Regions from separate parts of the Sus scrofa genome. Here region 1 is linked to region 2. Evidence: chromatin contacts called from public HiChIP or PLAC-seq data. All regions are on one chromosome and are shown on one strand. The core of a region is the stretch at or near the end of the contact, and the rest is flanking DNA. Distances in the headings are between cores, read along the strand shown. Region 1 overlaps PSMB7 (proteasome subunit beta 7). Region 2 has its middle 52 kb from the start of NEK6.

Region 1 (5,427 bases), core at 749-3,248, 150 kb after region 2:
TTCCCTCCAGGCTAGGAAGCAGCAGGTAGCTCCCAGACGCTAAATCTCAGAGACTCTTAACTCTGAACCAATGGTTGATAACCATTTAGGACTCTGGAACCACCCTGAGGAAAAGCTACGGGCTGGCTGCCCTGGAAAATGTTCCTTCTCACAGAATTTCATAGAGAATTCAGAGGAGTCTTTAAGTGACTAGAGAAAGTGATCCAAACCTCTCCCCACAACCCCTACCTGGGATTCTTTCCACCCATCCTTTCCCGTCAACGTTTTACAAATGACAGCACTTTTCTAAACCTGACAGCAGCCCACAATCGTAAAGCAAATAATGAATCAAAGGTCTGCTGGGTAAAGCTGGCTTGGGGATACCGGCTTTACTTAATGCGGGTGAGGATCAAGAAAATCCCGTCCAACTGTCATGAATCTAACAAAGGTGGCCGTGGAAGTCGCGGGACACAGGAACAATCTCATCTCTTCCACTTACCTGGTCCCCTTCTTGTTGGGCACGGAGTACGGGCGGAGAAAATCCAGCTTGCTCTTGCTGATGACACAGAGATCAATGTTACTTCCAGACCCCAGGTCATTGAAGATGCCGGCGGCTATGGCTTCACTCACTAGCTGCTTGGCTTCCTCCTCCTGAGAAAGAAAAGAACAATGTCCACAGTCAAATGGAGGGGCTGCTCTGCTGTCCACAGCGCTGTCACGAGCAGGAAGGGAAAGGGGGGGAGCCTACCTATGAGGCAGGCATTGTTTTAGAGATGAACCAAAGGTCTCAAAGCTCCTTGAGGATTTGCCCCAGGTTCCTCAGCTGGTGAGTCAGGGCCCCTTTACCGCACACGCCCTCTCTTCAACACACCGCTTCACACCAGACGCTCACCGCCTAACTGAATCCTGTGGGCTGACAGAGCAATTTATCACCTAAAACGGGGGGTGGTAAACCTTCCTTACAAAGGACCAGGTAGTAAATATTTTAGGCTTTGTGAATATAGAGTCTTCACCATAACTACTCAACTCAGTCATGGCAGCACAATCAGCCACAGACAGTCTGTAAACAAATGGGCATGACCGTGTGCCAACGAAACTCCATTAAACAAAAATGAACGGTAGGCTGGATTTGGGTCCATGGGCAGACCCGTGATCAAAAATGTCCCCAAGTGGCTGCGATCTGCTTCCTGGGTAACACAATGAAGAAAGTCAGTATCACAGGGAAAAAACTAACACCAGAACATAATGGTTCTGGGGAAATGTTGGCAAAGCCAAGGGTGGGGACCTCTTGCCCCAAAAACTCTATCACCTCCTACTAATGAGAACGCACGTTCACTAAAGTGATTCATTTTTGGAATCACTCTCTTTCATTTCTCCTTTAAGGGCAAGTCTAAGTCTCCCACAGTTACTGGTGAACAAGTAGATGAATTCATTTCTTATCCAAAGGCCTATCACTTGCAGGGTCCTGTACCCAAGCTAGGGATGCAGAGATGGGCAAAGCCTCCAAGACCCCTGCCCTGCAGGGGTGTAGAGTCCAGTGGGATCAAGAGACCCAAGGAACTACAACGCAGTGTAGTGAGAGTTAATTGATAACTGAAAAGGAGCTGTGGGAACCGGCTGGGTCAGCAAAGCCTCAGGGAGGGCTGAAGACAGGCTGCACACCAGACATTCAGAAAACAGGGCAGTGAAACAGAAGACCAGCAGCAGCAAGGCAAGTCCTGGAGAAATGCCAAGTTCAAGCTCTTTACACAACAAGGACCAAAAAAAAAAAAAAATCTCCCAAAGAAGAGACTATTAATATTAACTTCAGCTCCTTCCCAGGCATGAGGGGCCATATACATGCAAGATGAACTAAAGGAACATCCTGGGAGAAACGCCAGTGCCAGGCCCCAAATTCCAGTCTGACATCAAAGAGCAGGTTCACTGGCTTCAAGTCACGAGAAGATCTGAGAGATCACTCTCAGGCCTCCTGCTCCCCTGCCTGCCCTAAGCCAGTAAGTGGGATGCCAGTGACATGAGCGCCCTCTGCAGACTCACAGAAGGATAGAGAAGGCCCTGCTGGAAGTGGGATCCTCAGCAACCCAGCAGCAGGGGCTGGGGGTTATTCTGATCTTGATCCCACCAGATTTTTTTTTCACTTCCTGAGCAGTACCTATGTGGGGCCAATGAAACCAGTTATCCTCTTGCGCAGATAGAGCCCTGTAGGATTCATTCAAACAGGATCCTCTGATAGGAAATTCTCTGCTGAGAGTCCCAAGTCTATAGAGGCCAAAGGCCTTACCAGCAACCAGTGAAGGTGGGAGCAAAGAAAGCATCTCAGAGCAGGAGATGGTTGCTGCTGCTACTGCTGCTGCCACAGAGACAGCAAAAACCAACCACTAACTTCACAAATGCAACCCCATTCCAACTTGCTTCTCTTAATAAACAACGTGTGTGTGCGTGTGTGTCTTGCTTGTTACATCCTTCTCCTGATCTACCACCTCCTCTTCTCCTCCTTTCTCTGCTGTTCTATTATTTCCTTTGCTTTCTTGTCACTGCTGCTGGTGCTTGGAGCCAGCCAACAGTGCTAAGTAGACGTCACAAATCCTGCTGGCAGTGGTTACAGCTCCGCAGGTTTAAATTTCTCAAACTAGTTTATATTTGGGGATGGGAATGGAAGATTTATTTTCCAAATATTCCTTAATGTGAGTAGATGAACTTATGAAACTTAAAAATGTGTAAAAGGTACTGTGTAGAGCCTGATTTACTCATAAAATTATCGTATGTGCTATTATTTAAGTATGTCTTTAAAAATTAGGGAACATACATTTAACCCCATCCATCTCCCCATTATAGGGAAGATAATTCCTTAAGGAAGGAAATCTCACAAGTCTTTTTTTTCCCCCCAGTCCTACCTCCCTCTCACATACACAGGGCTGAAGATTTATGAAAGGAGTGAACCTTACAATTTACTGAGCACTTAGTATAATGTGCCAAGTACTGAGTTAGGCAGGCACTTTGATGATCATCAATTTTACTCCTGCCCTTAACCACCTTCTGAGGTTGGTACTGTCAAAAACTAAGGCTGAGAGAGCCCACAGGGTCGCACAGTAGGAAATAGTAAGACAGGTCCATTGGGCTCCAGAGCCGGAATGCCAGGGCACCACACCAGCTCACAAGTAGCCTGACTCAGCTGTGAGCTCCTTGGCACGTCGGGGACAGGAGACAGCTGTCTCTTGATGCAGGTGTCGCTCCCCCATCAGCAAGGATCTTCAGAACCTGAGCAAGTTTAAGAGAAGGATGGTGGCTGCCCATCTCTCTCTGGGCCAACCAGCAGCCCCTCTGATGGTCATTTCCACAGTTTCCCAAAACCGCCCAGAGACCACCACCTACACATTTCTACAGTGTAATACGGCGGAGAGAGAGCAATATTCAGATCCAAAGTCTTACTTCATATATCCCCCACCCCCAGCAAAAACCCTCAAAAGGCAAATCGGGTAAAAATTACTAAGGCTCTTTTGTCTAACCACTTACACAGTTAATGTCTTCAACAAATATTTACAGACACCTACTATGTTCCAGGAACTGCCTCATGTGACGACTATGGTCTCTTACCACAGTATTTCCATACCCAGAATTCTAGACAGATATGCAAATATGCTACTGGGCATATTCTTACTGTGTTTTCTTTATAGTGGAATTTCACAATTAAACAAGTCTTGTCTTTAACACGTGCTACCACATATTTAGGAAAGCTATCGAGAAAAACCACAAACTAAAAGCAAGAGGTGGGGGAAAACACCACATTTTTATCTGTCTCTGGCCTGCAGTAAATACAAGAAGCATTGTTACCGCCTTTAGGATTCATTCTTCATAGGGAAATATTGCCCCTCCGTTTTCTGGAAGAGGTGAAGTGACCTGAGCTCTGAGCAGCATCTGCCTGGGGACAGCTGGCCAGGCCCAGGTGTGAGGCTCTCTCCCACTGCCGGGCCGCCATCCTCCCCTGGCCAGCTGTTCTTGGATTTACGTTGCTAGTCACAAGGGAACTTGGATTCCGTGTGTAGACAGAGCAGCCAGACTCAACCAGGCTATCGGAAAAATGGCCCTCCAGGCCAACGGCAGCTTTCTTTTACTTTGAGCTGCTCAGCCAAGACCACCACAACCCCAGTGACTGCAAGGTAGCTGGGCAACCCAGGTTCAAGATCATCTGACAGATGTGGAGGCAGACAGACTGGGTTTGGATCTCCAGTTTCCTACTTACTGCTGTGCAACCTCACGAGTCATATCACCTCTCTGAGTTCATGCCGCTCCTGTGTGATACAGTGACGATACATCAGGATTTATCATAAGGCTGCTGCAAGAATTAGAAATGAAGTACAGAAGGCACCTACCATAGGGTTTGGCACATAGCTACGGCTTAATAAATGGTAACTTACTTAACAGAGCAAGCCAGCGGGCTCCTAGAGACAATTTCTCTCTAAGCAGTTGACGGCCTGGACCAAACCCCAGGCAAGAGGAGGAGGTCCAAACAAACCTGCTGACAAGTCTTCCCACAGAGCTGTGGAGAAGTTCCTCTAATAATTAATCCAAGCAAAAAGCACACTCCCTAAAAGTTCAGAGAATATAAAAGGAGCACTTCCTGCTTTATAGCTACAAAGCCCAAACTAACTGGGACTATCAGTCCCCCGGGCCACCCCTGCTTCTTAAATGAGATTACAATCAGAGTGATGTACTGTACTCCACGTCGGCTGTGACAAGCAGCACTTTATAGCGCTATCTGTTTGTCTCCATCACCGCAGCACACAATGTGTCCCTGGACTCCAATGTGCAGCTCCATTTACCGCTGCATGACAAATGCGCAGCACTTGTCACAGGCACAAAGAGGTCCACGTCGGCCACGTAATGGTCACCACAGCTGTACCCGAGTGCTTGAGGGGACAAAACAGACCCCCAAGTTCATTAAACTGACCAGTAATGGATCTCTCAAAAAGTGCCTTAGGAATCGTACAGAAAAGGCTAAAATAAATAACTCAGCATGGAAGGCTAATCTGAAATGGTGTTTGATAAATTATTTATAACACAGGCGATTGTCTGCATTTAATATTGGAGCTACTAGTAGCATCTTTAAAAGATGATTTATGTGTTGTAATGCTATTAAACTTTATATTGGCCCACTGCTAGCTATAAAGTCTGCTGAGATTTAGAGAATGAGTTTTAAACTGTCACTGCAACATCATAGGAGATGGAGACTGTATTAAATCTTTACTTTAAACCTGTTATCTAGAGAGTTGCATTTTGTAGACACTCACAAACTGATAGATTACCTCGGCAGCCACTACGGTGCAGCTCCAAAACAGCACTGTGAAGAAACTTTTCCACATTATTCTTGTCTACAGCTACAATTAAATTTCTCTTCTCACTTAAGTGATTTTTAGACTGGGAATGTCACCAGAGTAAAATGTAGGTCCT
Region 2 (5,944 bases), core at 242-2,741:
CATCCACTTTGTGACTCCAGTTTCCCTGAAGGAAGGGAAGGACAGTGTCTGTTTTGTTCTTTGCGGTGGAGCTACAGCTGGAGCTCATCCATGGTTGAATGAATGAATGAATGAAATCTCCCCCTCTTTGTTACTATTCTAGCCCTGCTCTCAGTCCAGAGTCCTGAAATGAGTTTTTGCCCTGTTTCGCAGGCCCGGCCTTCACTAGGGTGCTCCTCTAAAGGGCACAAGGACAGGCCCATGGCAGCCCAGAGACTCGAGGTCCACCCAAGCCAAGGCCCTTTAGTGATAAGCTGGGGGCATTTCCTCATTCCCCAGGTCTCCCCAGGACACCTGCCAGCATGTTCATTTCTCACCAACTATTCCTCATCCTCGTTTCCCTGGTTGGCTGCACTGGGGACGACCCTCCCAGCCCTGTTGGTCCGCTTGAGTGTAGCCATGGTAGGAATATTTACACCAGGGACATTGGCAAGTGCTACAAATTAGGGCTCTGCTATTGTTGTTCAGAGAGCCGGTTTACAGTTCACCCCTGGATTTCATTCTGGCGGCAGTTTCAGGACTGGCTCAAATTCCTTGGGCTCTAACAGCCAGACAGAGGCTGGCCTCAGCTTGCCCAGGCTCCTGGCTGTCAGGTGTCCCACCTGCCTTCTGCCACTACGTCTGTCTCACTAACTCTGTCTCTCTCACAAACACATCCCTGTCTGCCTTTTCCTTCTTCTCACTGTCTTTTTGTCTCATGCTCTTTTTCTGTCTCTCTCCTTGTGCCACTATCTTTCCTTCCATGCAGCTGTCTCTCCCTCCTCTCTCCCACAAACACATTTCAGCCTGTGATCAAGTCTTTCCTCTGCTATTTTATGAACAGGCAGCCAAATATGCCCCCCACCACCACCCAGGTTTAGGACTCATTTCAAGTAACCAGCCCCAAAGGCAGCCCAGCATTTCTGAATCTCAATGCCAAAATCATGAGAGAGAGAGAGAGAGAGAAGCTGATGGGCTCAGCTTGAGTCAGCATCCAGCCCTGGTCCAGCCACTGTCATCAGGAGAGCAGAGCAGTGAGAAATTAACAGGGTCTGTGGGACTCTGCCTCGGGGGAGGAGGAAGTCTCCAAGAAGGGAGGTGGAGGCCAGAGGAGCACAAGAGATGCTCATCACATCTGTCTGCCCAGGTGGACCCTCTCAGCAATCGGTTTCAACCTGAAGCAAGCTCGAATCCCCCATCCCTTTGGCCATAGTCATCTGAGCTCCCAGTGTGTCCCCATTCTCTTCATTCCAGCACAAGCCACTTCCCTTCTTGGAGGCTCAGCTTCCTCATCTGTGAAATGGTGACAAAAACCCCTCCCAGAAAGGCAGTTGCAAGATCCTACTCGACATCTTGTGGGCAGAGTGCCCAAGGCCCTTTGGTCAGAATGACCATGACACATTTGAGTTCCCTAAAGTCCCAGAAGTTCCCCTGGTCTTCACCCACCTACCTCCTCCTCCTTCTTCCTCTCCTGCCACCACCATCCTCCCCCACTGCCAGTGTGGTCCCCGGATGTCTTGTGGTCACACCCAGTGAGACACACCACCACCCTCACCACACACGCATCACTAATTTGCAACACCCACCAGGGCGCCTGCACTTAGTTATTGAAACCACTGAATTCTGACCCTCCTCTCTCAGTCACTAAGCCTCATGCCCAAGCCTGGCTGGGCTCCTTGTGGACCAGCCTTTGCCACCCAACCCCCAGGCTGGATACTGTGGGGGATACTAGCAGAAAGGGGAGGGAGGCAGGAAACACCAGTGTCTACAGGACATCAAACACCCTGGGTGCTTCTAAAGGCCTCCTGGGACACCCTCCACATCCTGTGGACAGAAGCATCTATTGCTTTATATTTCTTCTTATTATTATGTTGTCATCCATTGAGTGAATGTTCCCTATCCTCTCTGGCTGGGCACTGGAGATCTGGAGATGCGACAGAGCGGGTGCTAAACTTGGGAATCTTTTTTTTTTTTGGCTTTTTAGGGCTGCACCCATGGCATATGGAGGTTCCCAGGCTAGGGGTCCAATCAGAGCTGTAGCTGCCAGCCACAGCCACAGCCACAGCCATGCCAGATCCGAGCCATGTCTGCGACCTACATCACAGCTCATGGCAATGCCGGATCCTTAACCCACTGAGCGAGGCCAGGGATCGAACTCACAACCTCATGGTTCCTAGTTGGATTCGTTTCTGCTGCGCCACGATGGGAACTCCCAACATGGAAATCTTAACCCATGCCCTAAGGCTGTCCAGGTCTCATCAGCCTATGGGTGGAAAATAAAAAATCACATGAAGATACACACCCAGCCCCCCAACCCTCCCCTCACCCCAGAACTCCAGTCTACCTCGAACCCCTACCTGCCACCCTCATGGTAGTTCTGGTTGACCCCAGTGGAGATTTGAATGGAGCCATGAATCTGTCTGGGTTGTGTTGCCCTCTGCTGGCCTCTGCCCCCCACCCGCCCCCCCACTGGGTGGTGAAACTCTTCAGCCCTGTGGGCACCTTGGCTGGCCTTTGAGGCCCTGAGTCTGCCACTCTAGCCTCTGCTCCACCCAAACTCTGCCTTGGCCTTGGCCTTGGCCCATCCTCAGGGGTTACTGAAGGCTCCCACGCCCAAGGTTCAGGCAGCTCCTGGGTCTGTGACAAATGGCTTTATTCTCAGCCAAGAGGTCCCTACAGTGGGAGGGCTTAAGCCCACACGTGATATAGAGGTTGATGAAGCTGCGCCTTCAGTTCAAAACACACGACAGCTTTCTCCCTGGGGGCAGCTTTCTCCCTGGAGGAGATTTAGGGGGGCTTCAAATCCGCAATGCTCTTTTTCATGCAGATCCTGTTGCTTGCTCCAGAAGCCACGTTTTCTAAAGATTCATTCTCCCCACGAGGCCCTGCAGCCCCTCCTTGCACCCCGACTGCCACTGGCCATTCCCAGCTGCAAGTAGCAGAAACCTCCACTCTGCTGGCAAAATGTCCTGTCTCACAGGAAACTGAAGGTGGGCAGGCCTGCTCCCAGGTCCACGGGCTCTGCACTAGGCTGGATGTGTTGGTCCGCACACAGCCGCTGGCTTCTGATCTGCTCTGCTGGGCTTTCCTTGGCTGTTGGAAGGTGAGCCAGTCCCCAAAAGCCTTTGTGGGAGTTGCTTTGTCCTGGAGCCCCTGTGATCGGCTGGGAGAGGAGTGCTCTCCTGCTCACCGCGGCCCCTTCAGCCCAGGCCTCAGAATAAACACTGGCAGAATAGACCAGAACCCAACCCACAGTCTGCAGCCCAGGGCCCAGCCCTGCCCAGCCCAGCCCAGCCTGAAGTGGCTGAACCCACAGGAAACCTGCTGACCCGTGACCTTGAGCCTGAGCAGTGGTGTCACTCACTGAATTTGGGGCACAGTTGTCTTGTGGTATTACCCTAGTCACAGCTGACGACACTGGAGGTGGGGTCACTTTCCTCAGGCCTGTCCCCTCAGGTCTCGGGTGACTGCTGCAGGGCCAGGAGCCACGTCTTCAGACAGCCACATGGAGAGGCAGGAGAAACAAGGAGCTTTTCTGCAATGGCTCAAAGGGGACACCTTCCCCAGACGCCTCCTCCCCCATAATGTCTCCTCCTGTCTAGTGGGCAGAGTGGTGTCATAGGCCTGTCACCCACGTTCTAATCAACCAAGGCAAGAGGGGTGGAAGCACGGTGATTGGCTCACATTAGAGAAGATCCCCCTCCTAGCGGTGGAGAAGGGGTTCCCTGAATCATAGGGGTGCCCAGCGGTCAACCAGACGGAGAGGGTTCAATCAGCGAGGGTGGAAGTGGGCCACAGCGAGTGAGTGGGAACCCACAGGTGCAGCCACAGACTCCTGCAGCCCCAGGAAACTGACAGTCAAATGTAATATCTCTTAATGCATATGTCAAACACTTAATTGTTAAAACAGCACCGCGATTCTTATTTCCCCGTGATTCCAATCGGTCCTCTCTGGGTTGACAACCTTAAGGCAGTCGTGGACTGCCAGATTTTTAGCAGAAGCATTAAAAAAAAAAAAATTAGGCAGACCTCTAAAACGTAAGACAAAGAAATGTTGTGATTCATAGGGGGTTTGAATCTGTGGCAGTGGGGGACAGGGAGCAGGATTGGGGGGGATCCCCAAGCTTAACCTGCTCAGCTTCCCTCTTCACCTCCTCCCACTCAGGACCCCTGAGATAGGGTCAAAGAGCCCAGGATTCCACCAAAGTCAGTTAGGAAACAATTATTTACCAAAAACAGAAGCCACGTTTATTGAGTATCTACTATGTCCTAGGCCATTGTATATATATTGGCACCTTTAATCTGACAATATCCTTGGAATTCGCTTAGTGGCACAGCAGGTTGAGGATCTGGCATTGTCACTGCAGCAGCTTGGGTGGCTGCTGTGGTTTGAGTTCAATTCCTGATGCAGGAATTTCCTCATGCTGTGGGCACAGCCAAAAAAAAAAAAAAAATCTGACAATATCCTTCATGCAGTGCCCCATTCCCTACCCGCCACCCCCAGGGGAACTGGCCTCAGGACAGCGCCCCAGGCTGGCAGTGAGGCGCTGGGGAAGAGCATTCATTCTGAAGGCAAGGGGTGGCTCTGGAGGTGGCCTGGGTTTGAGTTCCAGTGGTGACTTGGACTTGCTGTGTGGCCTCGGGCAAGTGTCTTGACCTCTCTTGGTCTCAGTTGCCTCATCTGCAAAATGGGCTATCCAGTCCTGAAGCTTTGACATCCTAGGATTTACATTTAGGCCAAGCCACGGGCCTGGATTGACAGGAGCTGGGCGAGTCCTCTCCACCCACAAGGCAGGAACTGCATGGAAGGGCCTGGGCCTCCGAGAGAGGAAGTGAATCTGGAGCCTCTGCACCCCCACTCACCCCCCACGCACTGCCACCATCTGACCTGATTAAAACCCAGCCCGTGGGGCCCGACGGTGACTCAGCCCCTTGCCCTATCTGATAGTCAAAGTCTATTCCTAGAAGTTGAAAGTCACTTCTCTTCCGCAGCCATCGCCACCACCTCCTCCACGAGGCCAGCTCTAATTCTGTCCTTTCACCGCAGAGCCAGGGCGAAGGCAGTGACGGCACAGGGGGTTTCAGGGGAAAGTCTGGGTGGGAAATCCAGGGCCGGGCAATCCTGGAAGGGGTGAGAGAGGCCAAGGGTGGTGAGAGGAAATAGGATGTGTAAATGGAGCAGGGGACAAGGCCTCAGCTCTGCCACTTACCAGCTGTGTGATCTTGGGCACATTACATAATTTCTCTTTGTCTCAGTTGTGTATAAAATAAACAGGAGGAGTTCCCGTCCTGGCGCAGTGGTTAACGAATCCGACCAGGAACCATGAGGTTGCGGGTTCGATCCCTGGCCTTGCTCAGTGGGTTAAGGATCCGGCGTTGCCGTGAGCTGTGGTGTAGCTTGCAGATGCGTCCCGGATCCCGAGTTGCTGTGGCTCTGGTGTGGGCTGGCGGCTACAGCGCCGATTCGACCCCCAGCCTGGGAACCTTCATATGCCACGGAAGCAGCCCAAGAAATGGCAAAAATGAAATGAAATGAAATGAAATAAAATAAAATAAAATAAACAGGAAAACTCTCCTTCCCAATTTCACTTCTTACAGAAAACCACTGCTAAGGGCTTAGAGTGTGTTTTTCTGGACTCTCTCTTTCTGTCTTTTTTTTTTCAGATACAGACCCAGAAGAGAGGAATAAAGATGGAAAGATAGAGCGATGGGAAGGTGAGAAGACTTGACCGCGGTAACCACAGCAATGGGATCCCCCTGTGCAGGGAGGTGGGTGAGGATGCAGACTTCCTATGAAACACCTGTTTTGGAAGCATTTTCTGTCCTGCTCACTGACCTCCAAGAGAATGATAAACCCAACAAGAGCAGGAACGTGGCCTGTCTTGCTACATCCTGGTGCCTGGAACAGCACCTGGTGCACAGAAGA

Evidence for each region. HiChIP or PLAC-seq counts read pairs in DNA pulled down with a chosen protein or histone mark.
Region 1: a contact with region 2 is called in an H3K27ac HiChIP or PLAC-seq map of alveolar macrophages. The contact joins two enhancer-like sites. A contact is called at or near these places in 1 of 47 Hi-C or Micro-C datasets (epiblast stem cells) and 1 of 2 datasets of contacts at active chromatin or transcription factors (alveolar macrophages).

What each region holds. Positions count from the first base shown.
Region 1 is chr1:265,175,168-265,180,594 of Sscrofa11.1, forward strand. It overlaps PSMB7 (proteasome subunit beta 7), which reads right to left. Exons shown (of 8, transcript NM_001097476.2): 7 at 479-630. Among named protein-coding and RNA genes, the nearest start is that of PSMB7, 58 kb to the right of the region's middle. Within about 2 kb of position 1,999, at least 5 of the 83 cell types and tissues checked have an H3K27ac peak or open chromatin away from gene starts, as enhancers often do. A contact at or near this core is called in alveolar macrophages, where this site is marked.
Region 2 is chr1:265,023,835-265,029,778 of Sscrofa11.1, forward strand. No RefSeq gene overlaps it. Among named protein-coding and RNA genes, the nearest start is that of NEK6, 52 kb to the right of the region's middle. Within about 2 kb of position 1,492, at least 10 of the 83 cell types and tissues checked have an H3K27ac peak or open chromatin away from gene starts, as enhancers often do. A contact at or near this core is called in alveolar macrophages, where this site is marked.